Regions from separate parts of the Anas platyrhynchos genome. Here region 1 is linked to region 2. Evidence: chromatin contacts called from public Hi-C data. All regions are on one chromosome and are shown on one strand. Each heading gives the region's core, a stretch centred on a gene start, on an enhancer-like site or on the middle of the called end of the contact. The rest is flanking DNA. Distances are from core to core; before and after follow the strand shown. Region 1 holds the start of CENPM (centromere protein M). Region 2 overlaps SREBF2 (sterol regulatory element binding transcription factor 2).

What was found. Hi-C and Micro-C count contacts between places; a contact is called where the count stands out from the background.
Region 1: a Hi-C map of liver shows a contact between it and region 2, with 2.6 times the contacts expected there. The contact joins the promoter of CENPM here to the enhancer-like site in region 2. A contact is called at or near these places in 2 of 8 Hi-C or Micro-C datasets (liver and skeletal muscle).

The regions. Positions count from the first base shown.
Region 1 is chr1:42,794,620-42,798,335 of IASCAAS_PekinDuck_T2T, reverse strand. It overlaps CENPM (centromere protein M), which reads left to right and starts at 2,126. Exons shown (of 6, transcript XM_038168304.2): 1 at 2,126-2,273; 2 at 2,627-2,706; 3 at 3,487-3,585. The coding sequence starts at 2,217. SMIM45 (small integral membrane protein 45) reads right to left here and starts at 1,666. Exons shown (of 2, transcript XM_072035661.1): 1 at 1,550-1,666; 2 at 1-595. The coding sequence starts at 593. The coding sequence ends at 387.
Region 2 is chr1:42,758,783-42,762,120 of IASCAAS_PekinDuck_T2T, reverse strand. It overlaps SREBF2 (sterol regulatory element binding transcription factor 2), which reads right to left. Exons shown (of 19, transcript XM_027453917.3): 10 at 3,331-3,338; 11 at 2,293-2,462; 12 at 1,960-2,128; 13 at 1,562-1,682. Among named protein-coding and RNA genes, the nearest start is that of SREBF2, 11 kb to the right of the region's middle. Within about 2 kb of position 1,685, at least 3 of the 8 cell types and tissues checked have an H3K27ac peak or open chromatin away from gene starts, as enhancers often do.

The DNA.
Region 1 (3,716 bases), core at 877-3,376, 36 kb before region 2:
CACATGACAAATCCGGCCTTGACCCTTCCTGGTGAACCACAGAACGGCCCCGTGTGATGCGGGGCTTGGAGGAAACTCCTCAGCAGAGGTTCAGTGCGAATGGAGAGCACCTGGAAACGTCAGGCTGCGAGCGCTGAGCTCTGAAGTCTCCGTCTCCAACAGCCACACAGAAAAGCGGTGTGCCTGCAGCAGGAGACACCGTCCACGGCAGGGAGCAGGAGTCCTTGGCTGGAGGACGGGCTACGAGCACGTGGAAAGCCCCGAGCTGGTGGCCTGCACAAGCCTAGGGGACGGGGCACAGGCTGTCATCCCCCCCCCTCCAGCCTCCTGCCACCCCGAGGGGCTGTCCTGGCGGTGCCCAGAGCGTGCCCCTCGCGGACAGCGCGTCAGACCTCGGGCACCCCGAAGGCCAGGTTGTCCCGAATCATCAGCGTCTTCCGCAGGTCTCGCTCCATGATCGGCCTCTGCGTCCGCCACTTGTGGGCTTCCTGCAGTCCGGGCTCGAAGTAGTAAATGCAGGCCCCAAAGCCCACCAGGATGAGGATGGAGATCATCAGGTACACGGGCACGAACCAGTCCAGGAAGTGGGGCATGGCTGCTGCAGAAAAGAGGAGAAAGCTCGCCTAGCGCCCAAAAAGCAGCTCCGCCAGGCTCTGCCACGAGCAGTGGGCGCAGCGCCCAGCCTCCCCACACTTAATTCGGTGCCACTGTAACTAATTTCATTCAGAGCTTGCCGGGCTTTTTTTTTTAATTTATTTTTTTATTTTTTTGTTGTTTACACCACAGCGATCAATCGCTTGCAACGTGCCCAGCAGCGTTTGCCTGCTGCATGCCCGCTGCGGCTGAGCCTCCGTCCCTGCCTGCACAAAGACCGCCAGCAGCAAGCGCGAGAACGAAGCCGATTTTATTCCTGCCCCCTGAATAGCATTTATTTTTTGGGGGGGGTTAAATCTGAAATGAGCCGTGCTTCTTGCTAACATAAGCAAGAATCTGCCGGCATCAGAGGAAAAAAATAAATTAGATTTCCTCCCACTTATTGGCACAGATGCTGGCTGTGTGTCTGCCCTGCCCGACAGGGGAGACCTCGGTGGGTTTTGGCTCCTTAACGCAGCAGCCTGGGGAGGAAACCGCGGCTTGGACCCCCCGAGATGCAGCGGGTGACAGCACAAAAGCCAGGAGGCTCCTTCCCCTCCCAAATCTCCGCTTTTCAGGCAGCTGTCATCCGAAATGCGCCGCAGTGCCAAGCAGCCCCACGGAGCCCCCGCTCCATCCTCCCAGCCCCACTGCCCCGCGCCCCATAAGGGTGTCGGGGTGGGGGCACGGGGAGGGGATGAGCAGATTTTGACCCCAAAAGCCTAAAAGAAGGAGCTCCGCGGGGGAAGATGTCACCTTCCCGCAGCCGATACCGCTGCAGATACCAAAGCCGCGTTAACCCCCGCGGGGCCGCTCACCCTCAGCCCCTCTTTACCCCCCCCCCCTGCCCTGCTGGGGGCAATTTGGGGCCAAACAGCCCCCGGCCCGCCGCCCCCCGCCCCGGCCACCCCCCTACCTCCTTCCTCGGGCTGCGGCCGCTCCCCCCGGCATCCGCCGCCCCCGCTGCCGCTGCCGGTGCCGGTGCCGAGCGGCGCCGCTCCGGGAGGCGGCGGGAGGCGGGGATAACGGCGGCCGCTGCCCCCCCCGGGGCTCCGGGGGCTGCCCCCAGCGCGGGGACGGGGGGACCCCCCCCCGAAAACCTCCCCTGCCGGGGGAGGGACCGCCGGGCTGGGGGAGCAGCAGCAGCCGTCCTTAGGCTATTGATTTATTTATTTACCTGTTTTTTTATTTATCTATTTATTTATCTATTTATCCACGTAGTTATCTATTTATCCGTTTATTTATCCGTTTATTTATCCATTTATTTATTTAGCTATTGATTTTTCCATTTATCCGTTTATTTATCCATTTATTTATTTATCCATTGACTTTTCCATCTATCCATTTATTTATCTATTTATCCTTTTATTTACCGCGTACCCAAGGAAATCTTCGAATTTGACCCCAAAACGTCACCCAAACACTGCCCGGCCCCCCCCTGCCCAGCCCCCAGCCCCCCCCCACGTGCGCGCCCGCCCAGGCCACGCCCCCCCCGAAGCCACGCCCCCTCCCGAAGCCACGCCCCTCGTGTGACGTCACGGCGGGGGCGGAGCCTCGCGGCCCGTTTCGAACGGCGGCGCGGGATGGAGGCGCTGCGGCCCTTCGACAAGCTGCCGGCCGTCAACTCCGCCGCGCTGCTGGTAGGGCTGCCCCAATCCCAACCCCAACCCCAACCCCAACCCCAATCCCAACCCTAATCCTAATCCCAATCCCAACCCCAATCCCGATCCCAATCCCAGCCCCGACCCCATCCCCGCCACCCCCCCCCCTCCCTGCCCCCCCCCCCCCATCACCACAGCGCCAACGGTCGCGCTGGCCCCGCCCACCTCCCCTTGGCCCCGCCCACCTCCCCTTGGCCCCGCCCACCTCCCCCACTGGCCACGCCCCCCGGGCCGTGATAGGCCGCGTCGCAGCCGTATGCAAATGAGGCCCCGCCCCCGGGGGCCGGGCGCGGGGCGGGGCCGGCCCTGAGCGCGCCCCCTGCCGCCCGCAGCTGGTGGGCGCGGACGGGAGCGCGCAGCAGCGGCTGGCGGAGGCCGTCCTGAGGGAGCCCAAGGAGTTCAAGATCAGCATGTGAGTGCCCAATGCTTTCACCCGAAACACAGCACCTCTATTCGCAGACCGGCAGACCGAGCTGCAAGCCACTGGGGAAAGCCAAAGTCCGTAAGATTAAGGAGCCCCAAAGTAGTGCATCCCTTCTGGCTTCCAGAGACAGAGCGGGTTGGGAGAGAGACTGAAATTCTGGGATTTTTGTTCTTCTCATCTATGTTGTGGGTGATCTTTGAAAAACGTGGTATTGACAATATTCTTCCCCGTGGAAAGCCCAGACACACACTACAGCTGCATTTTTTTCCGCCCCACCCCAGTGGAAGAGACATCAAACTCCATAATTCTTCCCACAGTTGCATGGCGGTGGCATTGCTGTGTAGGAGGGCACCTCAACTGGCAGTGCACGTGCAGGCGTTGACACACTTTAACTGAAACTGTCTAGCAAGAGGCAGAGGTAAAGCACTGGGGCTCACTTTGTTAGAAAGGCCTGGTGACAAGGAAATACGCTGACAATCATCTGCCTCTGTGGGGAGAGCTTTTTCTGGGTTTTGTTACACTCTATTAAGCCTCTCATTATAAATATCTGAGATTAGCAAGTCCGCAGCTGCCAGCAGCTATGAATAGGCTTAAGAGGTGAGAATCTAACTTAAAGAATCTCCGTGTCTCCTTGGTGCCTAAGAACGTCAAGTTAGCAGGAAGCCAGCTATGCTATATAGCGAACAGCAGTGGCAGTGTGGTTGTGGTTATGTGGATGCTCCCTTGCCAAGCTATTTGTTTAACCTGGCAAATCTCATTATCTTTCAGCCACCTGGCAGCATCCCTCCCCTTACCTGCAGAGAGGGACCACCTTCGGCCCAGGATAGATCTGATCGTATTTATTATCGACATCAAGAGCAAATACAGGTAAAAGGAGGGCAAAACTTTGAGAAGGGAAGCTGATATTCCTTCTTGGATTGATGCCTAAATCTACCTTTTTTTTTTTTTTATTGTGTCAGAGTCATGGGGTTTTAAACCCAAGAGTTGTTGTGGTAGAA
Region 2 (3,338 bases), core at 436-2,935:
AATAAGCCTGGCCCAACAAGCCAGCAGGTGGAGGCAGAAATTTCAAGCTCTACAGGTAACACAACGCTGTTGGACATGAAGAGACCTCCCAGAGTGGAAGTGCACAGACCAGTTCAAGGAGCACCACCAGCAGATCATCCTGGTGTGCCTGCAGGCATCTCACCGCTGCTCCAGAGCTGCTGCCACTCTGGACTTACCCTCCCTAGTCAGGGCACAGCCTGCTCCCCCGTCCCTAAGTCCTTGAAAAAGGGGGCACCACTATCAAGGGAGGGACTAGTCTGAGTGCACCAAGAGGATTAAAGGCCGTAATAGACTTTTCAAGTGAAAGATGATCCACGTTAGCACTTAGTCAGCACCCCACGTTCCACAAGCACTGAACAGAAGCTGCCAGCATCCCCTCCAGTGCCTTGTATCTGCTGACGGACATGACATATGTTAGGAGTTGATTACGGGCTCCCTTTCAATCACTGCCTCCAGAAGAGGCCGAACGACGCTCCTGCTAGTGACTATTTGCATATATGCAAATGTATCTGAATGCAAGTGACAATGCATTCACAGTGCTGGTCAGAGAAACTGGAGTATGTGGCAATGATCTGATTTCCTTGGACATGCTACAGAGGAGGATCCTGAGCTCCTGCCCCTAGAGGGAGAAAAACGGCTGGCTGTGTTAGGTACAGACAGTCCTCCCAGGGACAGGACGGGACTTCCACAAGCACACTGACAACCCACGTCAATCATACGAGTCCTCCTACCTTTTCTCACCACCAGCAGCATGTGACCACAAGCAATTGTACTGTGCAAGCAATTAGACTGAACTGCTGCTCCCTGTCTGCAACTACGCTAGAAAACAGATGCAAGATTGAAAATAAAGCTAAATGTACACAGTTCTCTCTTACACATCCAGAGAAAATAAGTCACCTTCCCACCTAAGGCATTTACCCCGGCTCTTTTGGGAGACATGGCGCAGCACAAAAAGCTGCTCCGATCCCCACAAATTTTCATTTTTCATCGGGCGAGATCACTTGGCAGAAGCCACCGACAATTTCAGCCAGCATCTGCTCTCCCACTCCTGCCGGAGGTTAGTCTGATTTTTCACTGCTGGTAAACACAGCACTTTGTTCAGTTACGAAAATACTTCTCATGCGTAACGCGGGGAGCCAGCTGGGTCACTCTCTAACATGCCAAGCCTTTATGCTCCTACAGCCTTGGACACATGCTCTGGTCAACCGAAGCGATAGGGCCATGCTAATTTTAGCGTTTCTGAACATTGTGCTCTCGGCAGAGAAAGTGCCACCCAGTTCAAGAATCGATCAGGACAGCAGCAGAAATCCCCGTTACAGCTGGTAACGAGTCAGAACTGCACCTGTGAGTGCAGGGGTTTTCATACGAAGAGGCAGAGCTCACCCTGCTGATAAGCTGTGGTGGTCAGGTTCAGCTCGCCGTGTCAAGCCCTGGTTAAAGACTAACCACTCCGCTGGCCACAGAGCACTCAGTTCACGATTATCCGCTCAGTTTTCAGAGTCTACAGCTGCCCCAAGCAGTCCCCAGCACAGGAACTTACCACTGTTCCTCCTCCTCTTGTCCCACCACCTCTTTCCTAGTCTGAGGTTTCACAAGTGAATCCACAGCTCTCTCCAGCAGGTTCTCACAGAACGCCTGATGAACTTGTGCAATGGGATCCGCTACAGAGAAAGAAAACAAACTTTTTCTTATCTGCAGTGGCAGCCACGCCTCCTGATAGAGACAAGGGCAGCTGTAACGAAGAATCCCATTTTAGGAGCAAGAGGAAGAGCGGTAGAGGGAAATTCCTGAGGGAATTACTGCAAAGACTTACGAAGACTGAGTTTTGAAGGCCTTTTTAACAACAGGTTTTACTAACTATGAGCCATCAGATTTACTAATTATCAGGACAAACACAGCACAGGGAGGTCACACAGCCAGAGCACGAGCGGCTCTCACCAGGGTTCCTCTGGGTGCAGTACAGGCTCTCCTTGGCAGCAGACTTTACCGTCCAGCTCCGCTCCACAAAAAACTTCTGTCCCAGGGGGTGGCACAGCCAGCGCAGCGAGTCGGGGATGGCGCTGCGCTCCGAGCTGCAAAGGCTCTGAGCCTGGCTCAGGAAGTAGCTCTAGGGAAAGGAGAGACGAGGGCTGAGAACAGCACCCAGGGAAAGGCACACCACCAGGGACCAGGGCTGCAGGCTGCAGAACAGCAGCGCTAACAGAGGCGCTGTGCCTGCTCGCAGCCCTTCCCAGAGCTCTGCCTGGAGGTGCAGAGGACTCCCTCACTCACCGCCAGGAAGCCCAGCTTGCCCCCGCAGCGGGTCTTCAAGCCAACAGCGGCCGTCAGGTGGATTTCGGCCATGGTGCTGGGGGGGATCTTTTCTTCCGCACACTCGGCCAGATTCACGGCGCACAGGGCCATGTGCAAGCCAGAGTAAGCGGAGCTGGAGGGAAGTTTACCTGCACCAGAAGAGACAGGAGAATGGTTAACCCAAGGCACGCTAGCACCAGCTACTTGATAACAATGCAGTTTGTAGGGGCACTGTCCCAGGCAGACAAATAAGAACCAGCTGATACCCCAAGCCCCACACCTAGTCTGCTTTCCCACAACAGAGGAGCTATAACCAAATCTTCCCTCCACAGATATTAAGGGTGACATTTACAGCTGTGCTTCTGCAAGATGCCCTCCATAGCAAAAACTACTCCCCCCAGAAAACGTCCATAAGTTTTATCTCACTATATTTATCACCATGACAGAACCAAACTCCTTTGCAGTCCACACCTCTACAGATATCTACACAGACACTCTTAAATACAAGAGCATTTTATTGTTGTCCATGGTGGCATAACTACAGTTCACACAGCAAGAGTAGGAAGTTTAACCTGGATTTCTGATGGGCTTGTAGCCTATTAAAATTACAAATTAGTTTGCCAAGGAAGCAGCAAAAACAACTGTTCACAAGGAACATTCAAGCACTTCCTCAGTACATGTGCACATGCCCAGGTTTTCGAAGCGCATCAACACCAACTGGCCATCTGCGCTTCACACAGCTTCAGAAATTTGACTTTTTTCCAAACAATTAACCCTAGCCCCTGCTTTCACATCACATTCCCAAGTGACAGGACTGAACCAAGCGGCAGAAAACGACTGGATTCAATCAACTGCTGCTTGGGACGGACCCTAAGCCACCTCTGCAGGCTGGTGAGGACGTAGCAGGACACTGCTGTTGCTTCAGCCATTCCTGCAGAGCCCTTTCTTTGCAGGAACAGCCCTGAGCTTTCTCATTTAGTTCAACGAGGCCAGTGTTTCTGTTGCCTCAGCCCCTACCTGTTATG